Linked DNA regions of Mus musculus: region 1 is linked to region 2. Evidence: chromatin contacts called from public Hi-C data. All regions are on one chromosome and are shown on one strand. The core of a region is the stretch at or near the end of the contact, and the rest is flanking DNA. Distances in the headings are between cores, read along the strand shown.

Evidence for each region. A called contact is a pair of places that touch in the nucleus more often than the background predicts.
Region 1: a contact with region 2 is called in a Hi-C map of B cells, with 6 read pairs. The contact joins the promoter of Mfsd13a here to the promoter of Zdhhc16 in region 2. A contact is called at or near these places in 1 of 39 promoter capture datasets (cranial neural crest) and 1 of 484 Hi-C or Micro-C datasets (B cells).

Annotation. Positions count from the first base shown.
Region 1 is chr19:46,354,956-46,359,787 of GRCm38.p6, forward strand. It overlaps Mfsd13a (major facilitator superfamily domain containing 13a), which reads left to right and starts at 1,925. Exons shown (of 9, transcript NM_029186.2): 1 at 1,925-2,029. It also overlaps the pseudogene Gm24610.
Region 2 is chr19:41,931,296-41,935,955 of GRCm38.p6, forward strand. It overlaps Zdhhc16 (zinc finger, DHHC domain containing 16), which reads left to right and starts at 2,150. Exons shown (of 11, transcript NM_023740.3): 1 at 2,150-2,370; 2 at 3,443-3,588. Exosc1 (exosome component 1) reads right to left here and starts at 2,019. Exons shown (of 8, transcript NM_025644.4): 1 at 1,957-2,019; 2 at 1,754-1,869; 3 at 61-135. The coding sequence starts at 1,987.

The DNA of each region.
Region 1 (4,832 bases), core at 675-3,174, 4.4 Mb after region 2:
CATGACCAAGGCAACTCTTAAAAGGACATCATTTAATTGGGGCTGGGTTACAGGTTCAGAAGTTCATTCCATTATCACCAGGCAGGCATGGTGCAGGAGGAGCTGAGAGTTCTTCACCTTCATCTGAAGGCTGCTAGCAGAATATTGACTTCCAGGCAGCTAGGAAGAGGGTCTTACAGCCCACATCCATAGTGACACACCTGCTCCAACAGGGCCACACCTTCTAATAGTGCCACTCCCTGGGCCGAGCATATACAAACCAACACAGTAGGGAAACCAAACAGATAGCAGCGGGTCCTATTTGATTGCTTAGAAACTGGACTGAGCCATACAGACTTGATTTTAAAGGTCTAGTAAGTGTGGAAGAGGAAGGACTCCTCTGAGACTCCAGAGAAGTCTGGTCTAACCTGGTTGGGCATCTGGTTGTATGAAATTTGTTGAAGGCTGGGCACGGTGGTGCACATCTTTAATCCCAGCCCTTAGGAGGCAGAGGCATGAAGATCTCTGTGAGTTCAAGACCAATCTGGACTAGAAAATGAGTTCTAGGGCAGCTAGTGCTGTTAAAGAGAGAAACACTGTCTCGAAAAACAGAAACAATTCATTGACTGTTTCTCTGAACTTCAGGGTTTTTGCTTGGTTGGTTGTTTGGTTGGTTGGTTTTTGAGATGGGATTTCTCTGTATGCCCTACCTTTCCTGGGACTTGCTTTGTAGATCAGGCTGGCCTTGAAAGCAGAAATTCACCTGTCTCTGCCTTCCCAGTGCCAAGACTAAAGGTATGTGCAGCCGCCACCAGCACCCAGTGGTTATTTTCATCTGTAAGTGGAAATAATAGCATCTACTTCCCATGTATAATTTGAGGAAGAGGCATTTGGAACGGTGCACCTATCCTGCAAAGTACATAATAGTAGGTGGCTGAGCAGTTCTTTTATGTGTGTGTATCGCCAGCCCTGTTTTTGTTTTTAGTTTGAGATAGGGTTTAAAGTGCCCGGATTGCCCTTAATTCACTCTGTATTCAGCACAGGCTAGCCTTCTATGTAGCAAGAATTACAGACTATGCCTTTAACCTCGGCACTCAGAAGGTGGAAATTATCAGATCTTTGGGAGTTCGAGGCCAGCCTGGTCTACATAGTGAGTTCCAGAAGAGCTAGAGCCACATGGAGAAACCCTGTCTCGTAAAACAACACCACCACCACCACCACAACAACAACAACAACAACAACAACAACAACAACAACAACAGGAATTTCAGAAAGGCACAATCAGGCATTACTTCCTCTTCTAATTCTTGTTTTTTTTTTTTTTTTTTTTTTTTTTTTTAGGTTTTTCGAGACAGGGTTTCTTTGTGTAGCCCTGGCTGTCCTGGAACTCACTCTGTAGACAAGATGGCCTCCAACTCAGAAATCCGCCTGCCTCTGCCTCCCAAGTGCTAGGATTAAAGGCATGCGCCACCACGCCCGGCTTCGTCTTCTAATTCTTATTACTACCACTACAAAGAAGTCGGGCAGCATGGGTTGTGGGTTAATGGCCAAGTGCCTGTGTCTACCATCTCCTGCCCTGGCTCTCCATTCCTTTGATTCCTCATGCCCACAGCTCAAGCTGGACTTTGCACTCGCAGGCTCACAATCCAGCCGTAGGTAGTCTCTGCTAAATTCTCATCTTCTGAAATTAGGATCGGGGAAGAGAAGGGAGAGTCCCCAAGAGGAACTTGCTTTGAGCTGAAATGACAGTTTTCGTGGAGGTAAGAGAGAGGAGATAAGTACTTCAGGAATCCAGGCAACCTGCCCCTGTTGCCTGATGCCCGTTTTCTTTTGGGTCCCTAAGGGAAATAGCCCATTACAAACATGGCAGCGACAGCCTCAGGCGCGGTCACCTGCCCGAGCTGCTATCGGGAGAGCCGTGCGGAGCCAATAGCTGGGAAGGGGCGGAGGGAGAGACTGGGGAAGCCCAAGGCTGCTAGCGCGCAGGCGCACTGGCTGGCACCTGGCTCCCCCGCTGCCGCGGAATTAGGCATCGTCTGCCAGGATTGCGGTGAGCTGCTGGCCCACGGCCCAGGACCTCTCCGGTCCCGGAGGAGCGGGCCGGACCCCGGGGCTGATCTGATACAAAGGACCAGCCCGAGGGTGGGGCGGGAATGCGTTGCGCTGTTTGAGTCATTGGGACACTTTGCGCGGTTCCTTAAGGTGCCAGATTATGGATTGGAAAATTCTGGGGTCAGGAGGAATTGGGACCAAGGGGCAAGTGTAGAATCCCCGCTGAAGGTCTCTGTTGGGGTAAGAAAAGGGGATGCACCGTCCAGGTTGCTCCTTGAGGAATCTGAGTTCATGGATGCAATGGTTCAGGCCGGGATTCACTCATTGACCTAGTGGCCCTTAAACCTGGTAGCAGAGTAGAACCACTGGATAGTTTAAAAGATGCTGGGCATCACCTCCAGAGATCCCAATTTTAGAGGTCTGAGCGAGGTCCGAGCCTAGGTGTTCTAGAATAGCTAGCTCTTCAGGTAATGTGCAAACGAAATGAAAACCACTACACGTGTTTCTGAGTAGAAAGCTCCTGGGTTGATTCCCAGTTAATTCCTCAGAGACTTAGAAGTGGCCAGCGATTCTGAGGTGAGTCGGCTCTGACACTTTCGTGCCACCATAAAATCCTGTGAAGGACCGAGAAAGTCCCTCTGGCAATGGGTGAAAACTCCATTTTCCATCCGAGGAGGGTGAACCTGTTAACTCGCGGGAGAGAGTCGGGCTCCTTCAACAACTCTCCTGCGGGCTCCTTCATTCTGCGGAGACTGACCAGGGAGTGAAACAGCTAACAATCCAGTCAGCAGCTTGCTGAGAAAATGACACGCCTAGTATTTGCTTTGTTATTATGACTTGAAATTCCACCTGCTCATTCGATACTGGCAGGACAGGCAGCAAACAGATTTGCTTTTTCCACAGACGTGGGAACAAGTTTTGTGGCTACGTGAGGATAGCGTTCATCCTTGACCCAAGCACTGCTGATACATACAGTATTACTTAGTAGTTTTTCCCCTCTGTGGTCTCTACAGGCTCCCTCCTGAAGGGAGTGGGAACCGCCTACCCTCCTCCTCCTGATAGTCTTCCTTCCGGGCCCAGCCGGTTACTCCTTGGTTTCCTCCCTCAATTGTACTCTGTCACCAGAGGTTGCTGCGGTTGGCCAATCTTTCCTGTTGTTAATCTCCCAGAAACCTTGGAGAGTGGACTGCTAGGAGAAGGATCTTGAAGTATCTCCGAAGGGCTCCTCAAGAGAGAAATGCTTTTGTGTCTCCTACCCTCAGCGGGTGTCTTCCATCTTGATAGAAGCTTGGTGGAGGCTTACAAACTCCCTTTTTAGTCTGGCCCCTTTTACTACTACCTGGGTCACATTCTGCCCTTGTTTTCTTAGCTTGGTACTGTGTCCTGGGTGAAAGGGTTGTAACTTACTGCTGGCTTTTACCAACACTGCCCTCGTACATCTGCAGCCTCAATGCACAGGTTTGCTATAGGGTTCGAGGTTGCTACTGCTTCTCCAAACCCCACAGCCAATCAGAGCACCTAGAGTGGGCTGTGGGTGTTTGTTTTCCTGTGACTGCCCTTTGTAAGGCAGAGGACACCCACATTGGCCTTGGGGGACAATGGACTCAGCAGGTGTTGAGCAGAGGCTTGGGGGAGGGATCTGCAGGAGGAGTGGCCTAGCCTTGTTCTTGGGCTCTTGAGCTGGAGGGAAATAGAGAAAGCACTCATTCCCAGGATGCAGGGGGACTGGAAAAGGTAGACAATACCTGATTGGGCGAACCTGGGGGGTATGAGGACCCTGGCGAGGGCTTTGAGGGAGCAAGATTTCATAAGATTGTGGAAGTGGAGCCGGGCAGTGGTGGCGCACGCCTTTGATCCCAGCACTTGGGAGGCAGAGGCAGGCGGATTTCTGAGTTTGAGGCCAGCCTGGTCTACAGAGTGAGTTCCAGGACAGCTAGGACTGCACAGAGAGACCCTGTCTCAAAGCAAAAAGATTGTGGAAGTGGGTGCATGGTGAAATGAGAGGTGCCAAGGTTTGTAGCCAGAACCTGTTTAGAACGTCTTGGTTAATGGTCATTACCAAGGCTTTTAGAGTGCAGTTTCTCATTTGCTGTGGACATGACCATAAAGAAAAATTCCCATGAGGTTTTTCATAGGCTACTACCTGTTGGGAACATTTGTTTAAAAAAAAAAGAACTTCTTGGTTCCAGCACCTCATAGCTTGCGACTGTGGGCCAGTTATTTACCTGATCTCCGGGCTTTGCTTGCGTCTATAGACTGTAGATGGGAATAGGAAATGCACTGTGAAGGGTTCACAGCCGTGGATGTGGAAGCCAGGCCTGTCCTGAAGGTCTCAGAGCCAGCACACAGTCACAGCCAGACTTCGGGTTGGAAGGCAGCGCGTGAATGGAAGTGTGGAGGTGGCATTTAAAACAGAATTGGGAGGGTGACACATAGGAAGGTCTGAGAGGCATCCATGGTGAATATTGCAATGTGGTGGCATACACCTGTAATTCCAGCACCGGAGAGGCAGGAGGATTGCCGCAAGTTTGAAGCCAGCCAGCCCTTGTCTACAACAAAGACTTATAGATTAGTCAGAGGAGTCCCTAACTGATTTTTTTTAAATGTATATTTTTGGTGTATTTATATCATGTGTGTGTACATACATGTTTGCATTTAAGGATATCCATGCATAAGCTATAGTGAGTGGCTAGAGGGAAGAGGACAACCTCAGGTGTTGGTCCTTGCCTTCTAATCTTAAAAAAAATAATTTTAAAATTTTATTTATTTATTTATTTATTTATTTAGGTTTCTGAGACGGG
Region 2 (4,660 bases), core at 900-3,399:
GACTACTGAATTCAGCAGCCGACCATGGCAGCTATAGCACAGTGACTAGGACCCGCTCACCTTACAGGTGACGACAGCTCCCACATCTGGAAGCAACTGGGACTCTGTTTCTCTCATCACTGACACCACGGGAACCTGTGGAGAAAATAGAAAGGTCAGTGTAGTGGCTAAGTAAGCCTTGGTTTGAGAAAGCAGCCTGTAGATTAGTTTTTAGCCTATAGCAGAGGACATCAGTCATTTTAGGAAATAGAGGATCAGAAGCCATTAGAATTAGGTGGCCAGGTTTAATATAGCCTTTCTGATTAGTTGTAAATTACTGAAGATTCTCTTGGAATTTCCTGGTACAAATCCTTTTGCTTATAATTATGAATATCCTGACTCTTCCAAGCTATACTTTTTTTTTTTTTTTTTACACTTCATAAGTCAGATCTTGCAATTAAATGCTACAGAATGGCAACTCTTGTTTTAGTCCAATGGCAGCTGGCAAGTACCATCTTACCTCTCTTGCTTGGTGCGGTTTCCTCACCTTACTAAGTCCCTCCCATGTCAGTGTCCGTCTAACCCATTCTCTACAGGAGGATCACATTCTTTGCTCTCCTCCACCTCTACTTATATTCAGATGACTAAATCCTGTCACTGTCTAGAATGCACAGAGCCTGTTACATGTTCTTATTGTACCGCACAATTCTTTTGTACATTTGCTCATGATTTCTGTCCGCCTCCTCAGTAAGAAAAGCTGTGTATTGGGCTCGTGACTCTATCCCCAGTAGCAAATAAGGGCAGCCCTGAGCAGGTCACATTGAAAGTGCTCAAGAGACATCGATGCAGTGACTAAACACACAGGCTGAGGCTGACTTTATCTCCAGAACCAACAGACTGGAATCTGTTTTTACAAATAAGCTCAACACAAAGAGAGATGTTTAGGTCTAGCCAGTTCCTAAAGAGTTTTTATTTTTTCGGGAGATTGGATCTGTGGTCCCAGGGTCAGCATACTACGTAAGCTCTGTACTGATGAGCCACAAGTCTAAGGTTTTAGTTTTTATTTATTTTTTATCGTCTTACATGTATCAACGATTGCTTTTATCTGTGCCTGTTAGAAGCTGGGGATACGCTGGTGTACCACCAATCGTGGCTCCACTTAAATGTCTAGTTGGGCAAGAATCTAGTGATCAAGAGTAACATTTAAATAAGTGCCCTGGAGGGAGATTCTTGGGCATATCGATCCTTCTGCCACCAAACCCACTTTTTTTTAGTCAGAAGGTCCAGAAGGGCTTCTCTGGGAAAAAAAAAAAACAACTAAAAAAACCGATTAAATAAAGGGGTTGAGCAGGAGTGTGTTCCAGATAGACGACACGTGAATTGCACAGGCTTCGCGACAAGAGCGAGCTTAGTGCACTAAGACACTGGAAATCGCCAGCATTACTACATTGATGTCAGTGACGTGGGACACATGAAAGCGGAGGGGTAGTCGAGATGTACCACGTGAGGAAGCTCTCGGCTGGCTGGGCTACTCTTACATTTGCGTGCTTTTCCCTCCACTTCCTTCTGTGTGCATCCACAGAACTTAAGTCAGATTAACCTAACGGGTGTGCGGCCGGTGTGCTTCAGCACAGCGCAGAGATCACAGCCGGGAGACCAAAGCGTTCTGCGGCTGAGCCACCAAAGACGCGTCCGCCCGCTCTGCCTGTGCCCAAGGACCGGAACTCAACGGCACCCGGAGAGGGAACGCGCGCTGGGTAGCCGCTTCCTTTACCGCGCCATTCTCGCTGGTCTTCATCAGGCAGCCAGCCAGCGACGAAAAGATGTAGCCATGCCGGGTGTAGGTGCCGCTGCCGGGGCTGCCTTCCTCCAAGTTACACAGACGTTCGCCTGCAGAAGACAAGCTGCCTCAGCCACGGGCTCCCAGAAGCTGGTTGCCACACAGCCTGGAACTGCGTGCGGAGACCGCTCACTTACCGGGGATGCAGTACCTCACCGGTGGTGCCATGCTTGCCACCATCCACAACCCGGATGAGAACCAAGACGACTTCTCATTGGTCAGCTAGAGGAGCGGCCTCGCAGTTACACGAGTACCAATTGGCGCCTTCGACCGCACGGGGTGTAAGAGCGAGGTCTGACTCCATTTCCCAGGCTGCCCCGGGACAGATCTCTGGGCGTGCCTTTGCGGGCTCCGGGCCTCGCGCCTGCGCAGCTGGGTGGTGATGGGCGGGCGGCGGGTCCCGGTCCGCTGGCTAGCGCTGTGGGCTGAGGGCCATGGTGGGTCAGCCTTAGCTCGGCCCGGCCTGGGTCCTGAGCTGGAAGGGGAGGCAGTGGGTGGCGGACAGGGAGACTGGGCCTAATCTGGCTGATTGAGAAGCTGGCAGGAGGCAGGTAAGAGTAAAGGCGCGGTTCTTGCTTCCCATCCGAGTCCCGGTGTCCAGGCCTTTAAGTTAAGTTCCTGATCTCTCTACGACCTGCCCTGCGTGGATGCGTCCTCCTAGGTCCGAACGCATTTTCAGCCCCAACTCGCCCATTTCATGAGTTTGAAGACTCAGATCCAGGTTTGCTTTGTACAACAAAGTGTCGAAGTTGGTTCGAGACAGCCCAAGCTTAAGCCGATTTTTTTTTTTTTTTTGGACCTGAGCCCATCATAGATGGACCCTGCTGCACCTGGAGACACAACCTTTTTCTAGTTTTGTAGAACGACAGTTTCTTCTCTTGCAGGCAGATACTCTATAGAGTGTGAGCTCCTTAACTATGAATGAGCAGCTTGACGTTAGCATAGCATTCCTTTTGCTTTTTTTTCCCTTTTAGCATGTTAGCCGGGAAAGAAGCCTTCATTAATAGAATATTGTGCTTTATTGATATCTGACATCAGCTTGAGGTGGCAAAGGTTCCGGGAGCAGCAGCTTTTTCCGGATGAAATTTGCCATGACTTTGATCTCACTTTCATCTATTGGCTCTGGAGTTTATTGCTCTCTCCCCTTCCCTCCCTGTCAGCCAGGCTTCTTTGAGATACAGATGGTGATTTAGGGGAGTGCTCTTGCCTGCTAATCTCTAATCTGGTGGCAGATGGCCACTGTGGCCTGTGGGTCCTACTGAGAGGTGGCAGTACTTGGAGTGTGGAGAAATTATGCTGGCTTTATTCCTCCTCCGTGCATTCAGGTCATTCGTGCCTTCCCGCCACATTTAGATGTAAATACGACTTTGCTTTTTCTCTGTTTCCTGAGGGAAAACTTTTTCACTTGTGGCCCATTTAATACGTCTTTTTCTAGCCTCGTCATTATCCTGATATCCCATTAGGCTGAGGGGAGAGGGTCCTGGTCTCACTCTGTTCACTCAGAGTTGATAGGCACCACAAGCTTTCCATTTTACGGGTTTGATTTCCGGTTTGATTTGTCCTCTAGGTTATTGATCTCTAGAGCTATGATTCTAATACTGGTTTTATTTCTTTGTTAATCAGAAAGGATGAGCGCAGCAAATACTTGGGTGTTATCACATTGGTGAGAGTGTCTTTGCTGGCTCCTGTACAGCTGCCAGCCTTTCCTGTTCTGCATCTCTCCAGGTCATTCATTCAACAAGTATTTATTGAATACTTCTACAAGCCAGGTATTAAGATGTTTATAAGCATTTGATTTAAACCTTGGGCATATGTGTGTATATGTATGTATGTATGTACACGCATACATTTGTATGTATAAGAATTTAAGGTTTAGAGAAGAAGGTTCCAGGACTACTTATGGAAAGATTTGAACCCTAAATAGGGTATACATAGATGAGAATTGGTCAATCGAGCCTTAAAGTAGGCATTTCACACAGAACTCAAGGATGGAGAAGGTGATTGACAGTCGGATTCTTTATAAAGATACATTCTCGTGTATCTCATGCTGGTCTCAGACTGGCTGTGAAGCCAAGGATCATTTTTATCTAATCCGCTTGTCTCCAGATGTACACACATGCCCAGTTTTGAGGATCTTTATTTATTTTTTTTTAGGTGGGATAACACACTATGTTTTAGATAGAACTGATTGTCCTGGAAACTCACTCTGTAGACCAGGCTGGCCTCTGCCTCTGAATGCTGATATTAAAGGCGTGTGCCTCAATCTTTCTTTTTTTTTTTTTTTTTCTAAGATTTATTTATTATTATATGTAAGTACACTGTAGCTGTCTTCAGACACACCAGAAGAGGGAGTCAGATCTTGTTACGGATGGTTGTGAGCCACCATGTGGTTGCTGGGATTTGAACTCTGGACCTTCGGAAGAGCAGTCGGGTGCTCTTACCCACTGAGCCATCTCACCAGCCCCTCAATCTTTCTTTTCAACAGTTCCTTTTAATTCTTTCAGCTTCATAGGAAGTGATGGGAAAGGCCGGTCTCTTACCCTGTGAAGTGGCTATTGGTCTTTTCCCCATTACGCTTCAGTTTTCTTGCAGGCTTTTTTTTTTTTTTTTTTGCATCTTTTTATCTCACCTTGGGGTTTCCAAGATTGTGGAAGGAGATCATTAATGATTTTTGCAAAACTTTTTAAAGTGGGGTTGAGCCAGGGTGCAAGGAGAGTACTTTACTCCAGTTACTGAACTGAAACCCATCTCCACAGCAGAGTAGCTGCATCCAGTTTCTGCTGGGTCATGAGCTGCCTGTTAAATAAGTCAGTGAGGTTGCTGAAGGCAAAGCAGTATTCC